Regions from separate parts of the Mus musculus genome. Here all the other regions are linked to region 1. Evidence: chromatin contacts called from public HiChIP or PLAC-seq and promoter capture Hi-C data. All regions are on one chromosome and are shown on one strand. The core of a region is the stretch at or near the end of the contact, and the rest is flanking DNA. Distances in the headings are between cores, read along the strand shown.

What was found. Promoter capture Hi-C pulls out the DNA fragments that hold promoters and counts their contacts. HiChIP or PLAC-seq counts read pairs in DNA pulled down with a chosen protein or histone mark.
Region 2: a contact with region 1 is called in a promoter capture Hi-C map of liver, with 2.7 times the contacts expected there. The contact joins the promoter of Mrto4 here to the promoter of Atp13a2 in region 1. A contact is called at or near these places in 1 of 39 promoter capture datasets (liver) and 1 of 484 Hi-C or Micro-C datasets (B cells).
Region 3: a contact with region 1 is called in an HNF4G HiChIP or PLAC-seq map of pancreatic cancer cells. The contact joins the promoter of Klhdc7a here to the promoter of Atp13a2 in region 1.

The regions. Positions count from the first base shown.
Region 1 is chr4:140,984,984-140,990,087 of GRCm38.p6, forward strand. It overlaps Atp13a2 (ATPase type 13A2), which reads left to right and starts at 1,938. Exons shown (of 29, transcript NM_029097.3): 1 at 1,938-2,093. The coding sequence starts at 2,084.
Region 2 is chr4:139,349,624-139,354,727 of GRCm38.p6, forward strand. It overlaps Mrto4 (mRNA turnover 4, ribosome maturation factor), which reads right to left and starts at 2,953. Exons shown (of 8, transcript NM_001290810.1): 1 at 2,646-2,953; 2 at 813-871; 3 at 1-94. The coding sequence starts at 2,673. It overlaps Emc1 (ER membrane protein complex subunit 1), which reads left to right and starts at 2,964. Exons shown (of 24, transcript NM_146157.4): 1 at 2,964-3,094; 2 at 4,538-4,662. The coding sequence starts at 2,997.
Region 3 is chr4:139,965,777-139,970,880 of GRCm38.p6, forward strand. It overlaps Klhdc7a (kelch domain containing 7A), which reads right to left and starts at 2,250. Exons shown (of 1, transcript NM_173427.2): 1 at 1-2,250. The coding sequence starts at 1,858. Mir2139 (microRNA 2139) reads right to left here and starts at 1,844; the gene lies at 1,750-1,844.

The sequences.
Region 1 (5,104 bases), core at 688-3,187:
CTGATGGTCCAGCTCCTGGAACTCAGCCTGACTCGCCTTGAGTTCACAGGGATACTGTGATGCTGAAGGTGTGGGCCCAGGACTATTCCAGCCGCAACTTTCCCTGGCTTACTCCAGGTCTCTCATACACCCTCTGCCTCAGTTCAGAGGTCATTGATCCTGGGGCCGGGGGACACCCTAGCTGTGTCAGTCACTATGGGATAGTGTAGTGAATGCTGTAGATGGGTATCCTAGGCTTTCCTGGGTCTTTATTTGTCTCACCTGTGCAGGGGTATGTGCGGACCATGCTTCCGGGTTTCTGGGCTAGGTCCTACCTCCCTTTAGCCTCCTGCGCATCATCACAGCCAACCTGTATGGAGCACCTTTCTGGCCATATCTGACCATGGGAGTCTATGGCAAGTGTGACCTTCTCCTGATATCTACCCAGTAGTATCAGGCTTTAGATGAGTGCTCTTATGCAGCACGTACAACAAGCCGTCACTGCTGCTATTTGTCATTGTACAGGTCAGAAAAAGCTGTCCCGGGGCTGGGGAGATGGCTCAGTGGATAAGAGCATGGGCGGTAGCCGGGCAGTGGTGGCGTACGCCTTTAATCCCAGCACTTGGGAGGCAGAGGCAGGTGGATTTCTGAGTTCGAGGCCAGCCTGGTCTACAAAGTGAGTTCCAGGACAGCCAAGAAGATACAGAGAAACCCTGTATCGAAAAACCAAAAAAAAAAAAAAAAAAAGAGCATGAGTGGCTCTTCCAAAGATCCTGGGTTCAATTCCCAGCACCCACATGGCAGCTCATAGCTGCCTGTAACGCCAGTTCCAGAGGATCCAACACCCTCACACAGACACGCATGCAGTCAAACACCAAGGCACGTGAAAAGAAATAAAATTTAAAAAAAAAAAATAGGTCCAAACCCAGTAATATGGCTCAGGGGGTAAAGGTGTTTGCTGGGGACTTAAGGTCAATTCCTAGGCACCCACAGAAAGAATATGACTGACTCTTGAAGACTGTTCTCTGATGTGCTATTGTGCATACATGCACCACCACCACCACCACACACACACACACACACACACACACACACACACACACACACACACACACACACACAATTAGAATTAATAGTGCTGTTTTGTTTTGTTTTGAAGAAAAGGAGACCCAGGGAGGTTAGCTTACACATCTACAGTCACACAGCCTGGAAGAGACAGGGGCAGGCTTGAACCTGCACGCGTAAGGTGCAGTGCTGAGGGGTGCGCCTGAGGCTGTGGTCGCGGACAGGACACTTTCTCCTCTTCCACCTCTGTCTCCCAGTATGGCCCCCCTGTTTGTCTGCCAGCAGCCTATCCGTGTGCCTGTCTTTTTGTCTGTCCTGTCTCCCAGCATATCGGTTTTCCGTTTGTCTGTTCTGTCTGGAGACTGTCCCACCTGTGTCTTCCAACCTCTCCCTCCCACTCTGCCTGCCTATTTGATGTTTGTCTGTCCGCCTGTTTCCTGTATTATTGTTGTTCTATATGGAGGCTGTTCCAATGGGGTGTCCCAACGTTCCTTTCTGTTTGTTTGTCTGTCACCTCTCTACCTCTTTGTCTGTTGTCTGCCTGGTGCCCCCCCCCCCGCCCCTTTCTGTCAAGCCGGTCCACTTGTGTCTTCCCAGCATCGCCCTCTGTCTGCCTGTATGTCTGCCTACCTGTCTCGCAGCCTGTCCTTTTCCGTCTATCTCTTTTGTCTGGGGACTGTCCCGTCCACATTCCCTTGCTTCCCATCTCTTCCCTCCTCTCCCCATCCCCCGACTCGCGCCTCCACCCACGCTGCCCACAGCATCAAGATCTCAGCGAGCTCCGGACAGAGGCCAGACTGGGAACTACAAGTCCCGGCAGCCCGCGCGGCAGCGACGGACGCAGGCGCCGTGGAGGGGCGGGGCTTGACGGCCGCAGACTGCGGCACAGTTCCAGTCGCCGTCGCGTCTTGCAGGTGCTGCCCAGCCCGGCCCCTCCGCGGATCGCCGCAACCGGCGCCCCCCGACCGTGCCCCGGGGCCTCGCACGCCGAGCCCAGGCCGCGGGCCACAGCGGCCGGCGATGAGCGCGAGGAGCCGAAATGAGCGCAGGTGAGCGGCGGCCCGGCCCTCCCTTCGGGTCTCATCCCCAGGCCCCCAGAGACAGATTTAGGTTGCCGCTGCGCTCACCCTAGGGCCGGGGGTTCCTGCCCTCCCCATCCCCTCTGAATGCATTCGACCCTGAGTGACAGGTCCCAGTGATGGACGCGGTGCACCGCCGTGGGTCCTCTGTGCAGCACCCATATGTGCTACATGAACAGGATTAGGGAAGCCAGCTCTCTGCCGAGGCACAAATGCACTCCTGACCTACACAGAAAGCTTGCCAGTGGCCACATCCAAGGACCATATCCTGCATGCCCCCCCCCCATGCCAGAATGAGTGTCTTAGGCTGAAACCAAAATCCCACCAGATGCAGATGGTCTGCTAACCTCCGGGTGCTAGCATGTCTCTGTCTAGCCCAGTCCCCAACTTCCATCCGACAGTGTCTTAGGTGAGGAATGGAAAACAATAGGGGGCTACAATTCAACTTGTGATAAGAACAACGTCTTCCCCTTATGCACCAGACCCCTGACTCTGCACTTGAGCAAAGTCTCTAGCGTCTAGCATAGCACCTAGAATCTACATAAAGACCTCCTAGGCGCACACCCTCCCAGCTTGAGGGAAGCCATGAGCTCATGGCCATGGGGGAGCCACCAGAAGTAGATGCTGGTGCCCTGGGCCACTGATAGATTAGCAGCCGGAAGCTGGGTCTTCCGCAGGAAATAAGAGGTTCCCAAATGGCTTTGACTCCCACCCCTCAGCTCTACGGTGCTGGTGTGGCTGCCCCAGGGCTGGGAACTGGGCTCAAGCCTCGTCTCTGCCATGCGTGTCTTTATGTTGGTCTTTCATTCTTGGCCTGCCTTTTCTTGGGCTTTGTGTTTGGGTTTCTGGCTGAGTGCTGAGAAGGGTGTCAAACCTGGACCTTTTGCTCTACTGGAGCTATATTGTAATTTTGTTGTTGTTGTTGTTGTTGTTGTTTTGTTTTTTGAGATAGGGTTTCTCTCTGTAGCCCTGGCTGTTCTGGAACTCACTTTGTAGACCAGGCTGGCCTCGAACTCAGAAATCCGCCTGCCTCTGCCTCCCCAGTGCTGGGATTAAAGGCATGTGCCACCACACCCGGTGCAATCTTTGCATTATATTATTTAATCTTTTAAAGATTTGTTTTTAAAATGTTTGTGTGTGTATGTGTGTGTGTGGCTTTGAGGGGATTACAGAAGGTTGTGAATGCTGAAAAGCAAACTCATGTCCTCTAGGAGAGCTGACTGTACTCTTAACTGCTGAGGTAACTCTCCAGCCCCTATTATTTTTATTGTTTGAGATTGGGGTGTCATGTAGCCCAGGCTGGCCTCAAATCCAATACTTAGTCGTGGATGACCTTGGACTAATCCTGTTTGCATGTCTTCAGTGCTGGTATTACAGTCATGGGCCACTAAACCTAGCTCTCATTTTAAATCTGTGATCATTTTTATTACTATTTCCTGTGCACACATACTTTTGTCCCAGCCTGTGTGTGTCAGTCCGAGGACTTTTCCACCCCGACTCCCTGCTTGGAACTCAGGTCATGAGGTTTGTGCAGCCAGGGCCTTTGCCTGCTGTACCACCACCCCTCCCCCATTTTAAATGAGTCTCCTACTCTGCGCTTTTCTCGAGGCTGTGAGGGTGAATTAAAGGCCCTGTTCATCATAGCCAGCTTCCCCATTTGAGGTCATACGATTCAGGACCTGACTCTTCACAGCTGGGTTCCCGGTCTCTGACCAAGAACATTTCATTAGTTCCTCCCTCGCTGGGTGAACTACAATGTTGCCACTGCTGTGGGAGAGGCCCTCTGGCTGCCTGGGCTGTGACTCCGGAGAGCTCGAGAGCTTAGAGTTTCCATCCCCCAATGCCCACAGCCTGAGCAAGCCAGCTTTTGAGGTTGCCTTACCAGTGAGTCCTGGGACACTATCCCTTGATGGGTGATCAGTGGCTAAGCCTATCCAAGTGCTTTGAAGATGGCCTGTGCCCCTGCCAGACAGTGCATCACTGGGTGTGGCCCTTATGGACGCTCTAGAGGTTTCCTGAGATGTGACTTCCTCTTTTGGCAAGACCCTTTGCCCACCTTCCCCAGGCTGGCTGTGAACATCCTTGTGAAACACTGGGATTCATGATGGACACTGGGGTTTATGGTGGACACTGGAAAGAGCTTTCCAGATTAGCCCCCAGGGGCTGAGAGTAGGGAGGGGTCAGACACGGGGGTGGGGAGGCGCAAGGGGGCTGGCCCATGCCCTCCCTGTTCCGAAGTGCTTGGGTGTGAGTTCATTCAGTGTCCGCTGTGGTCAGGAACCAATGATCAAGGGTGAGAGTGCGGAGACCCATTTCCAGTCTCCAGCCCCTGGCAGAGTGGCCGTGGGAAACACAGCCCTTCCATTGGTAACCGCAGTAAGAGGCCATCTCGCTACTGCTGGCAGGTGGAACCAGGTCTCGTGATTGGCCCTGGGTTGGCTCTGTGACATCTTTATCAGCCTGAGCCCTGTCTAGCTGGTGTCCCAAGGGCCACAAGCTACAGGAAGGAGCGGCTGTTCAGGCCTGGAGGCCAGCACCCCTGCAGGTTTCTGTCTGGGTGATGAGAAAGGAGAGGAGATGCCACGCCCTGGTGGGAAGCCACACAGCTGGCACCAGCCTCAGATGCCCTTTATGACGCCGGCTGACACTCACTCCTCTCTTCCTCCACGTCGGTGTCGTCTCGCCGCACACACTATCGGCTTAGAGATTGGAAATGGAAGTCCAGAGAGGCTGGGGCACCTGCCTTATGAATCACAGCGTGGCAGAGAGGGCAGTTGATGATGGAGACATTAACTGTGGCTCTTGGGCAGGGTACCTCCCCACACCCGTTTCCCAGCTATAAAATAGAGATAGATGTGGTACCTGCTTGGTAGGGTTGTGTAGAGGAAAAAGCAGGTGATTATACTGCCTGGGTCAGCCCTTTGAAACCCTAAGGTGCTGTTTCCTGGCTATCTGGAAGGTGGCTGAGCCCCCACTCTTGA
Region 2 (5,104 bases), core at 1,703-4,202, 1.6 Mb before region 1:
TCCAGGCGTTCCGGATGTCTTTCAGCTTGCTGTTCCTCATGTTGGCCACAGAGAAGATGAAAAGGTACTTGTAGGTGTCCACACATTTCCGAAGCTGTGGGACAATTCATGAGGCTCTGGAGTTGAGGGACAGCACAGGCTGGGCAACTCTGGCCTCACACGAGAGAAGTGGCAATAGGCCTTTAATCTTCCACGGGTGTGACTGACACCAGGGTCATCTACCACTGAGGGTGAGCAGGGACCCACACTCTATGGTCCTTCCATGACCAATGTGGAACAATCACCCTGTTTTCCTCTGTTCACTTAGTTGATCTAGAAACATCTACCCACCCTGGGAAGGCCCCTGCTAAATCAAAATACAAGGAGCCCCACCTTATCAACAAGGAGAGACATGTCGCCCTCACTGCCCTGGCCAGGCTCCTGAAGGAAGCCTCTCTATGGTAAATAAAGCTCCATTTCCAAAGAATAGGGAATTTGTGCCCGGGGAGACTGCACTTATCTGACCCAGAACCAGCAGGTCAGCTAGAGATAGCTGGCCACAGTCACCACCTGGTGACCTCCAGCCTTCTAACATTGGGCAGCATTACAAACTCACTAATAAGCTTTAATTACCCCTGAGCACAAAACAGCAATAGCATCACCTGGTCCTAGGTCATAGGGATGCTGTGGGGAGGTATGGGAACAATTCTACTAACCAAAGATCGATCGATCTATCTAGACAGACAGACAGACAGACAGACACACACACACACACACACACACACACACACACACACACACACACACACACACAGGAACAAGCAAGCACTTACCTCTTCTATCAGGTTCTGCTTCAGTTCCAAGCCTTTCTTGGCAGTTTTTGTTAAAGAAACTAAAAACCAAGAAAAAGAGATGGTGGCAACTGTGAGTGTGGATGCTCTGGAGACTAATTCTGCTTCCCTCTTTGGAGGCTTGGCTAAACTAAGCCAGTGTGACAGAGGCAGCAATGGACAGTCATTCCTGGCATTCAAGGCTGACAGAGCGTTTGCTTTCCTAGCAATCTTGGACCCTAAGATCCCTAAATACATCCCCTGCCATAAACAAAGTGCCCTTAGTTCCTTGGGCCGACTGTTGCATTTATTGCAGTATTACCATACTCAATATTCCTGCGGATAGAGCGCTGTCTGTGGGATTCCCAACCTGCTGGCCAAGGTGGGGCTATGGAATGACAGGGACCAACTCTTCCTTTTGTAAAAACCACAATCTTGCTACAAAGCTGTTTAGGCTGGCCTTAAACTCAAGATACAGTTCCTTACTTCTGTCTCCTAAGTGGAGGGATTCCAGGCATGTACCACGTCATCCTGTTGGGACCTTATCTTTCCTATTCTGTTATATACCTACACTTCATTTTTGTAATCTGAACCCAAGACTACAGCAACGCTGGGGAGAGGGCAGATGGGGGACACAACCTCTACTGAAAAGTGACCCAGGCTCTATCTGTCCTACTCCCAAGAGTTCCCGGCCTTTGCTTACATCTGTCCAGGGCTCCTTCCAGACCCTAACGACTCTATAAGAACTTACTAAAACATCAGCTATAATGCCCTGGGTGTCCCCAGGAGCCGATATGGCCCATTCATCTACCCTGCCTGCCACTCACAGTCCCTCTTTACAAGGCACACAGTCACACCCAGCCAGTCATTCCCGGACTCTCCACCGCTAGGATTCTGGTGCGACTTAGCATGCTGCAGGTGGTTGCTGGCCTTGCTGCCTTCATATTCTCTGTGCTATCAAGGGACCCTTTCAAAGCAAAGCCACACCAAAGGCTGGGTCTTTTCCTCTAAGCCCACTTTGTTCACTATGGCCACACTGGCTGTCCCACAATATGTTAATCACACCACAGACCCCTTTCATTTTGTGTTCCCTCTATTCCAAACGACCTTCTCTAACCGCTGAGAGTTTTCCTGACAACATTATGCAAAACACTATCACTCCCACCTGCTCCATACTCCACTTGGACTACCTGACACATTATACTGACTTGACAGGGGTATAGGAGACAGACAGACAGACACACACCCCTAACTAAGGTGGTGAGTCTGATGAAGCCGGACCCTTTTTGTTCAACTGTCTTGTCTTCTAACACCCACAAAAGCGCCAGCCCGCTAGCTTGATGTAGTGGCTCAGTATGGAATCCTAGTATTTGGGGCCAAGGCAGACAGTTGGAAGAGTTCAAGGCCCCAGCAATAAATAGACAAACAAAACATGCAGTAGTCGAAACTGTAAAACCCCTATTTTCTTGAGATAATGAGACCGTCCTAAGCAAATCTGAGCTACATCGTCAAGATCCTCTCTCAAACACACACGGTCGCTCGCACATGCCAGGGGATGTAGACCAGTGCTATGTGGGTAGTGTTTGCCTAACAAGAGCGTACTTGGTTTAGTGATGCTGCCTGTAATTCCAGCAATCGGGAGGTAGAAGCAGCAAGGTTAGTTGTGTAAGACTATCCTGGTTGGCAAGTTCGAGGAGAGCCTGGGCTATGCGACTGCTGTCGGCCCGGACCAGTTTCCAGCTCTCTCGCTATCTCGGCCGGCCGAGCCTCTCGGAGAGGCCCCGGCGTCTCACCCGCGTCCCCCTCGCCCCCTTGACGCAGGCCCCCCGAACCTACCTTTCTTGTCTCGCTTGGATTTGGGCATCGCGGCAAAGGCACGTGCGGCGGAAGACTGGGCGGCCGGTTAGGACCCGGCTGCCGCGGGGGCTTATGGGACGGCGCTCGGGGCTGCCCCTCGCGTGTGCCTGAACTGTGGCGAGCCCTCTCTTCCCCGCCTGCGCTCCGCCCAGTGTCCTGAAGGCCACTTCTCTGCCCAGGTCCCGGGTCCCTCCAGTCCCGGCGGCTTCCGAGTCCCGAGCACTCCACCAAGTCCCTCGCGAACCGGTTCCTCTCTATGGCTCTGCGGAGGGAGGGGCTTGAGGCCCGGTGCATGCCGGGCTGGCGGCAGGCGGTGCTTGGGCTTCAATCATGGCGGTCGCGGTGGCGTCTGGGTTCTGGATCTGGGCTGCTGTGCTGCTCGTCCCTGCGGCCGCGGTCTACGAAGACCAAGTGGGCAAGTTTGACTGGTGCGTACAGGTGACGCTTCTCCAGGACGTCGGTGTTTGCTTCCTCAGCATCTGTCTCCCTCCTGCTAATCTGAAGGAGATTTGCTATGGAGCCGAACCCAGACTATAACTTAACGGGGGTGCGGGAGGGTGCTTTCAGGGAGAAGTGAATGAATGAATGAATGCTGCACCCTGTGCAGAATGACAATGTGAGAGTCTCCTCTTCAGATATGAAGAGTCGTAAGATGTCAACCCAAGAGCTTTATGTTAAGCATGGAGGGAGCTCTTTAAGCCGCCCTGTGTGTGACGGTGCAGATTGCTCCGCAGTGAAGGCAGGCTTTAAGGGTTTTGGTCAGAGGTCACTAGTTCCCTCCTTTCCTGTCATGTCCGATTTTGTGGCTGTCAGGTTTGTGATCTTCTGGGTCCCAGGTCACTAGCCCCAGTGAACTTTAAGCCTGAAACTAGCTGGTGTCACTTAGTCCACTTGTCTCACAAGTTCTAAAGTGAGCCTTTTCCTCTGAGGGACTCTCTGGGTGCAGTGTGGCCTCTCCCTCTCCAAACTGACATTCGTTCGCTCACCCCTTCCTTCTGACTGTGCTTATTTCAGATTGAATAAGCATTTGGCTACTTATCAGTTGTATGCTTCTGGGGAAATTGACAGACAACTAACACACACACACACACACACACATACATATGTATTTTTTTTAAAGGTGTTCATTTTGGGTCCTGGTCCCAACAATCATTAGCCTATCTGGACTTTGGTGGCTCACAGCCATCTGTAATGGGATCTGATGCCCTTTTCTGGTGTGTCTGAAGACAGTGACAGTGTACTCACATACATAAAATAAATAAATAAATCTTAAAACAAAACCAAACCCCAAAGCCGGGCGTGGTGGCGCACGCCTTTAATCCCAGCACTCGGGAGGCAGAGGCAGGTGGATTTCTGAGTTCGAGGCCAGCTTGGTCTACAAAGTGAGTGCCAGGACAGCCAGGGCTACACACAGAGAAACCCTGTCTCGAAAAACCAAAAAAAAAAAATCAAACCCCAGAAGCTCCTTTAAAACAAACTAGGCTAAATAACACAGTGGTCTAAATGAGAGATGTCATCTAAATGCCAGGCTCAATCAGTGTGCCTCAGACAGCAGCATTTCCCCATTGCAACAGTGTGCAAGCCGTGCCCCTGGAAGTCTGTTGCCGCTAAAAATTAATTAGGCCGAGGACTCTGGGGTGTTGCCTGAGTAGGTAGGTGTTACATTTAGCTGGCAGACTGGTATTGTCTCCCATGTATATGGTGGCAGTTCTCTCCTGCCTTCTTTTGCTTCTGAGTACGTTGCACAGAACTCTTGCGTATGCTCGGAGCTCTTCATTAGCACGCACTTCTTGCGTGTGCTGAGGGAGATGTGCTGGTGTGAGGCAGCAGTTTGTCTTCGTGCCCTGACGTTCCCCTGCACTGGTCCTCAGGAGACAGCAGTATGTTGGGAAGATCAAGTTTGCCTCCTTGGAGTTTTCCCCTGGATCCAAGAAGTTGGTTGTGGCCACAGAGAAGAATGTGATTGCGGCGTTAAATTCTCGGACTGGAGAGATCTGTGAGTGAACTGCGGAGACCAGAGGCTTCTGGGAAGGAAGCTGACTGGGTGCATCTGAGCGACCCGTGGCTTGCCTTCTTTTTATGTTCTCTAGTCTTGTTGTCTTTCACTGGGTAAATTTGTCGCACTGCCTTTGTAATTCCTTCCCTCTGTCCTGAAGGCCTTTAAGATAGCACTGCAAGCCGGGCGTGGTGGCACACGCCTTTAATCCCAGCACTCGGGAGGCAGAGGCAGGTGGATTTCTGAGTTCGAGGCCAGTCTGGTCTACAGAGTGAGTTCCAGGACAGCCAGGGCTACACAGAGAAAGCCTGTCTCGAAAAAAACAAAAAACAAACAAACAAACAAAGATAGCACTGCAGAAGCTACATTCTATCCTGTTTTGCAGTGAAGCCTTAGCCGACTACCCTTGAATTATCCCTGCTGCTGGGATTGTTTGTTAGAT
Region 3 (5,104 bases), core at 1,000-3,499, 1.0 Mb before region 1:
CAAATGTATCGTTTGGGAGAGGCGGGGCAAAGGTCCAGCGGTCCAGGCGAGGGTCATAACGCTCCACTGTATTCAAACACTCACCTCCAATGGCATAGAGGTGCCCCTCCAGGGCCACCAGCCGGCAGTGAGGCCGAGCCTGGTTCAGTGGGCACACCTCACTCCAGATTGCCGTCAGGGGGTTGTAGCAGAAGACGCGGTTGGAGGGTTGGCCCCCAGGTTCCTGGCAGCCAGACACCACAAACAGATAATTGAATAGGGTACAGAGTGCACAACCCCGGGACATGGCTTCCGGGGGCAGCTGGGCCAGAGGGTGCCAAGCATCCTGCACATTGTCATAGCAACAGAGGCGGCCACTATCATCCTGGGGACACATGTCTGCCACCACCAGGCGCTTGTGGCCACGGAACCTGCGCTGGAGAATCAGCTCCCGCTCTGCTCCGCTCAGGCCCCCATAGATGTCTGGGCTGCGGAGGACCTGAAGGTAGTTATCACTCAATACCTTGTAGGCTGCCTCCTTCAGGGTCTCTAGGCCCTGCCTCTTGGCCAAGGTCAGCATCTCATAGCAGTTGCCCAGGTCCAGGCGGACATCCAGAGCTGAAGCCGGGGTGAGCGGGATGTGGAAGAAATTGGTCCCAGCTACAAGCTGCACGTGGGGCTCCCCGTGGCTGCAGGCTGAGCTGAGTTGGGCTCTCTGGTCCAGGTGGGCAGGAAGGGGCATCCTGAAGCCTTCAGGCTGCAGTTGGAGCTCTGGGTTCTCAGCGATCTGCAGGAGGCTCACCTTTCTGCTGAAGCCCGGTGCAGATGGGGATGCCACAGGCTGTGGGGATGCTGCTTCAGATGCACCACCACCGGCTGTGTTAGCGGCTTCGTCTCTGGAGGCTGCTCCAGTGACAAGGGGCTCTGGTCCAGGCCCAGGGGATGGAGCATCAGCCAGAGCTGCTGGGCAGGGGACTGGCCTGGAGTCAGCCTTCGACGTGGACTCCACGAAATAGTCATATACTCTGCCCTTCAGCCCTGGTCCCTCTGCCTTTTGTATAATATTCTCCTCCATCCGGATCCGGGCCACAGATGAGAAAGTATGGGAGGCGTTGGTGGCTCCTTCCTGCTGCTGCGTGGCCAAGCCCATGTCTGCAGCAGCCTGGAGGACCCCGGCCTCTCCCCTGCTGACCCCTGTCATGTGGGTGAAGATCCAACTCTGGTTCATGTCACCATTGACCAGTGTAAGATCAGTCCAACCGTTGGGGGCTTCCAGGTCCCCAGATCCTGTTTCCTCTGGGGGTCTGCTGTCTGGCCATGGAGAGAGCTTGTCACCCACACAGCTGCCACCCACTCCTGGGATAAGTCTGCCTGAGGAGCTCGTAGGTTCACAGCCTGAATGAGGGAGGTGGGGAGGGTTGGGCTTACCTCTAACATCTGTTCCGGCTTCCTGGCCACCACAGGGAGGAGGCACCTGCTGAGAGTCTGGACACTGCCTGCCCTGACTTTCATCAGAGCCTTTTCTTGTGGCCTCTTCAGACCTGGAAATGTCCAGGATGCAGGGGTCTTCTGGATCCACCAAGCTGTAGTCCAGTGAGGTCCCAGCCCCCTTGCTGGCCTTCCTGCGTCTTCGACCCCTTGGCAGGGTCCCCGGTGGAGCCTCCTGGAAGGCAAGTTGTCCCAAGGCCTCTGTTTCATTTTCTGCTTTGTGGTCCTTGTTGTTTCTCCCTGCCTGCCCGACTGGGGCAGGTCTGGACTTGTAGAGTTTGTAAGCCGCAGTTACCAGGAGCAGCGCAGCTGCGGACAGCACCACCTTGCTGGGCAGCTGCATGTCCAAATGCCAGTCCTGGCCCTCTGCTCCTTCTCCAGTGGGGAGCATGCTGGCCAGGGACAGAGGAATGCCAAGAATCCGATTAATGATTGCCCAATAGGGACCAGTTCCTGGATCCTGCTGTGGAGTGGGAGGGAGTCCCTAGCCGGATCTGGCCAGCGGTTGCTGGAGCAGAGGTGACTTTGAGTCCACTGAGTCGGCAATGGGGCAGGGGATGGCTAAGGTTGCAGCTGGCCTCTTTGGATCCTTGCCTGAAAGGAGGGAGGGTCCCGACTGGAGGGGCCCGAGCTTCAGATCAGTCACCTGCAGCCCCTGGTGGGAGGGAGTGTCCAACAGGGATTCAAAGAGGAAGGAATCTCTGAGCAGAACTGTCACCAGATGCCTAGAAGCCACACTGTTGGTCTGTGTGTGAGGGTGTTTATTTTCTCTTTTGCAAATCCTTAGGTTGGAAGCTTGGGGCAGCTTTTGCCTTGGTTCCCGGAGCAGGTGGAGCCACAGTTAACAGGCGTATGGGGATGGCCTTGGCCCTAACTGAGGGGTCAGCTTTTAACCAGCCAAGCAATGAAACAGTGAGGACGCTGGGCCTGGGCTGGCGGCCAAGCCACCTGACTGGGCCCTTGGCTGCCTCTGCCCTCCTCCTCTACTCAACAAGTTGAAGAGAAACTAGCTTTGCTGAAGCAGCCAGGAAATACAAGACCTTAGCACCCAGACAAAATGAGACCTTAGAGACCCTGCCTCCTCTTCATGATGAGCCAACCTCATAGGAAAAGAGGCCTGTGGAGGAGTGACTCCTCACAACCCCCAACCCACATCAGCACTGTGGACCCCAGACTCAAATCTGCCGTTCACCAGCTGTGTGACCTTGGGCAAGTAACTTTACTTCTCTGTGCCTGCCTGAAAAGTGGCGAGAGACAGAGGGTGACCGCATCATTAGCTCATCAGGTAGAGTAGTCAACATGCATGAAGCCCCATGTTGTTGCTAAAGCTCAGCAAGGCTTGGCTGTTTTTATCTCCCCCATGTGCAGGTTTTTTTACTGGTTCTCAAGGGTGGGTGCTGAGGTCACAGTTTTAAGGGAGGTAAAGTCACTGAGCAAGAGTGGGGGCCCAGGCCTGCTCTGGGTAAGCCTCCATCTGTGCCCAGGATTCAGGTCCTCAGCTGCCGAGATGCCCAACGCACACGCTCCACTTTTTAAAGGTTGTCTTCAGGTTGCAAAGTGAAAGGACGATCCAATTTGAAGGCCCAGGAACTTGGTTCTGAGGGTTCTGGCCTTGGGAAAACTCTAAACTTTTTTGTTATATTTGTGTGTGTGTGTGTGTGTGTGTGTGTGTGTGTGTGTGTGTGTGTGTGTGTGTGTGTGTGTGTGTGTGTGCAAGTGCATGTGTGGGTAATACACATAGGCACATGTGACATCAGAGGACAGCCCAAGGATTCTGTTCTCCTTCTGCCGTGCAAATCCTGAGGGTTGAACTCAGGCCACCTTGCTTGACTGGAGTGTCATCTTGCTGGCCTCCTGGGATCCCCTTAGGAGGTCCTTATGTGTGTGAGCCTCCACCCAACAGCCTCAGTTTACCCTTCTGCATGTGGCAGTCTAGTGTGCCCTACTTTGTTGACTCCTGCAGGCCAGGCCTCCTTATCTTTGCCGGTGGGGATCTTTCCAGCCGTCTAGGTCCAGTCAAACTCCAAACCTCCCTGGGCCCTGTACTGGCTAGTTTTGTGTCAACTTGACACAGGCTGGAGTTATCACAGAGAAAGGAAGGAGCTTCAGTTGAGGAAATGCCTCCATGAGATCCAGCTGTAAGGCATTTTCTCAATTAGTGATCAAGGGGGGAGGTCCCCTTGTGGGTGGGACCATCTCTGGGCTGGTAGTCTTGGGTTCTATAAGAAAGCAGGCTGAGCAAGCCAGGGGAGGCAAGCCAGTAAGGAACATCCCTCCATGGCCTCTGCATCAGCTCCTGCTTCCTGACCTGCTTGAGTTCCAGTCCTGACTTCCTTTGGTGATGAACAGCAACATGGAAGTGTAAGCCGAATAAACCCTTTCCTCCCCAACTTACTTCTTGGTCATGATGTTTGTGCAGGAATAGAAACCCTGACTAAGACAGGCCCCTTCCATGGCCGCCTTCCTGAGTTCCTTGCCCTTTCAAACCAGCTTCTCCTTCTCCAGTCTCTTCTTTCAGCCCTTCTTCCAATCCTTACTACTTGCTTATAACCAAAGGCCCTGGGCAAGAACTGCAGGACTGACTCCTAGCCGACCTGGATAATACAGGCTGGAGCCGGTAAGGGAGGGGATGTCAGCTGAGTCAGGTGGGCTGCTGGGCACAGCGGATGCTCACAGACCCCTCTGGGAACCCTAAAATGGAGGTCCCCACCTCTCAAGAGTCTGCGTGTTAATGTTTGAAATGTGGCTTTATCCTTCCTCTGTTACAGGGAGGCCACCAGAGCAGAGAATGCAGCCAAGGGAAGGGAGTTTGTGGTCCTCAAGTGGAGGGGGAGTGTCTACTCTGGGGGGTTTCCAGGAAGGTCAGAGCATGGAGGGGGAAGGGGAAGCTAACCATTGCAAAGCTGGAAGATCAGAAGTCAGGATTCATACAGAGAAGCGCAGAAGGCAGACTGCAGGCTCTGGGGTCCCTGGGGGCAGGCAGTGTCTCCATGGCAGAGTATTAGGATTCTAGCTTAGGCTCCAGCCCAGGTCTCATTACATCTGCAGGTGAACAAATGCTACCTACATGCCATAAATTACAGGTTCTTTTGAAAAGTCTCTGTTTAAATGAAACTGAAATAAACAAATGAAGATAGAAACAAAATTAAAAGATAATTGAATGTCTATATTGGGCGTCTGTTGAATGTGCCTGCCCGACACCAATCTGGTCTCCTGCGTGCTCAGGCAGGATAAATGGAGAATTCTCGTGGTGGTCCCAGAGGAAGGCAGAGCCCTAGATGGATGCCATGCAGATCATCAGGCCCATGCTGGGTGGTCAGATTTGCATCTGGAGGGACCCTCGCTAGACCTAGATCAGCATCCCAAAGTAGGGTTTCTACCCATGGTGACAACCACAAGAGACCGAGAGGTTGAATAGAGAGCCCAAGGCTGAGGAGGGTGGTTGTAGAGAGCAAGGAGGGGGAACACTGGAGAGACAAGGAAAACTTGTGCCCCTTTAACGCACAAATGCTTCCATGTGGCAGACTGTGCCTTCTTACTGCTCAAAAGTGTGCCTTGGTGTACCGGTATCCATGAGGGAAGGTACACAAAGATCAGAAATGAGTTTCTCCTGGTTTGACTGTTGGGGAGACTGAAG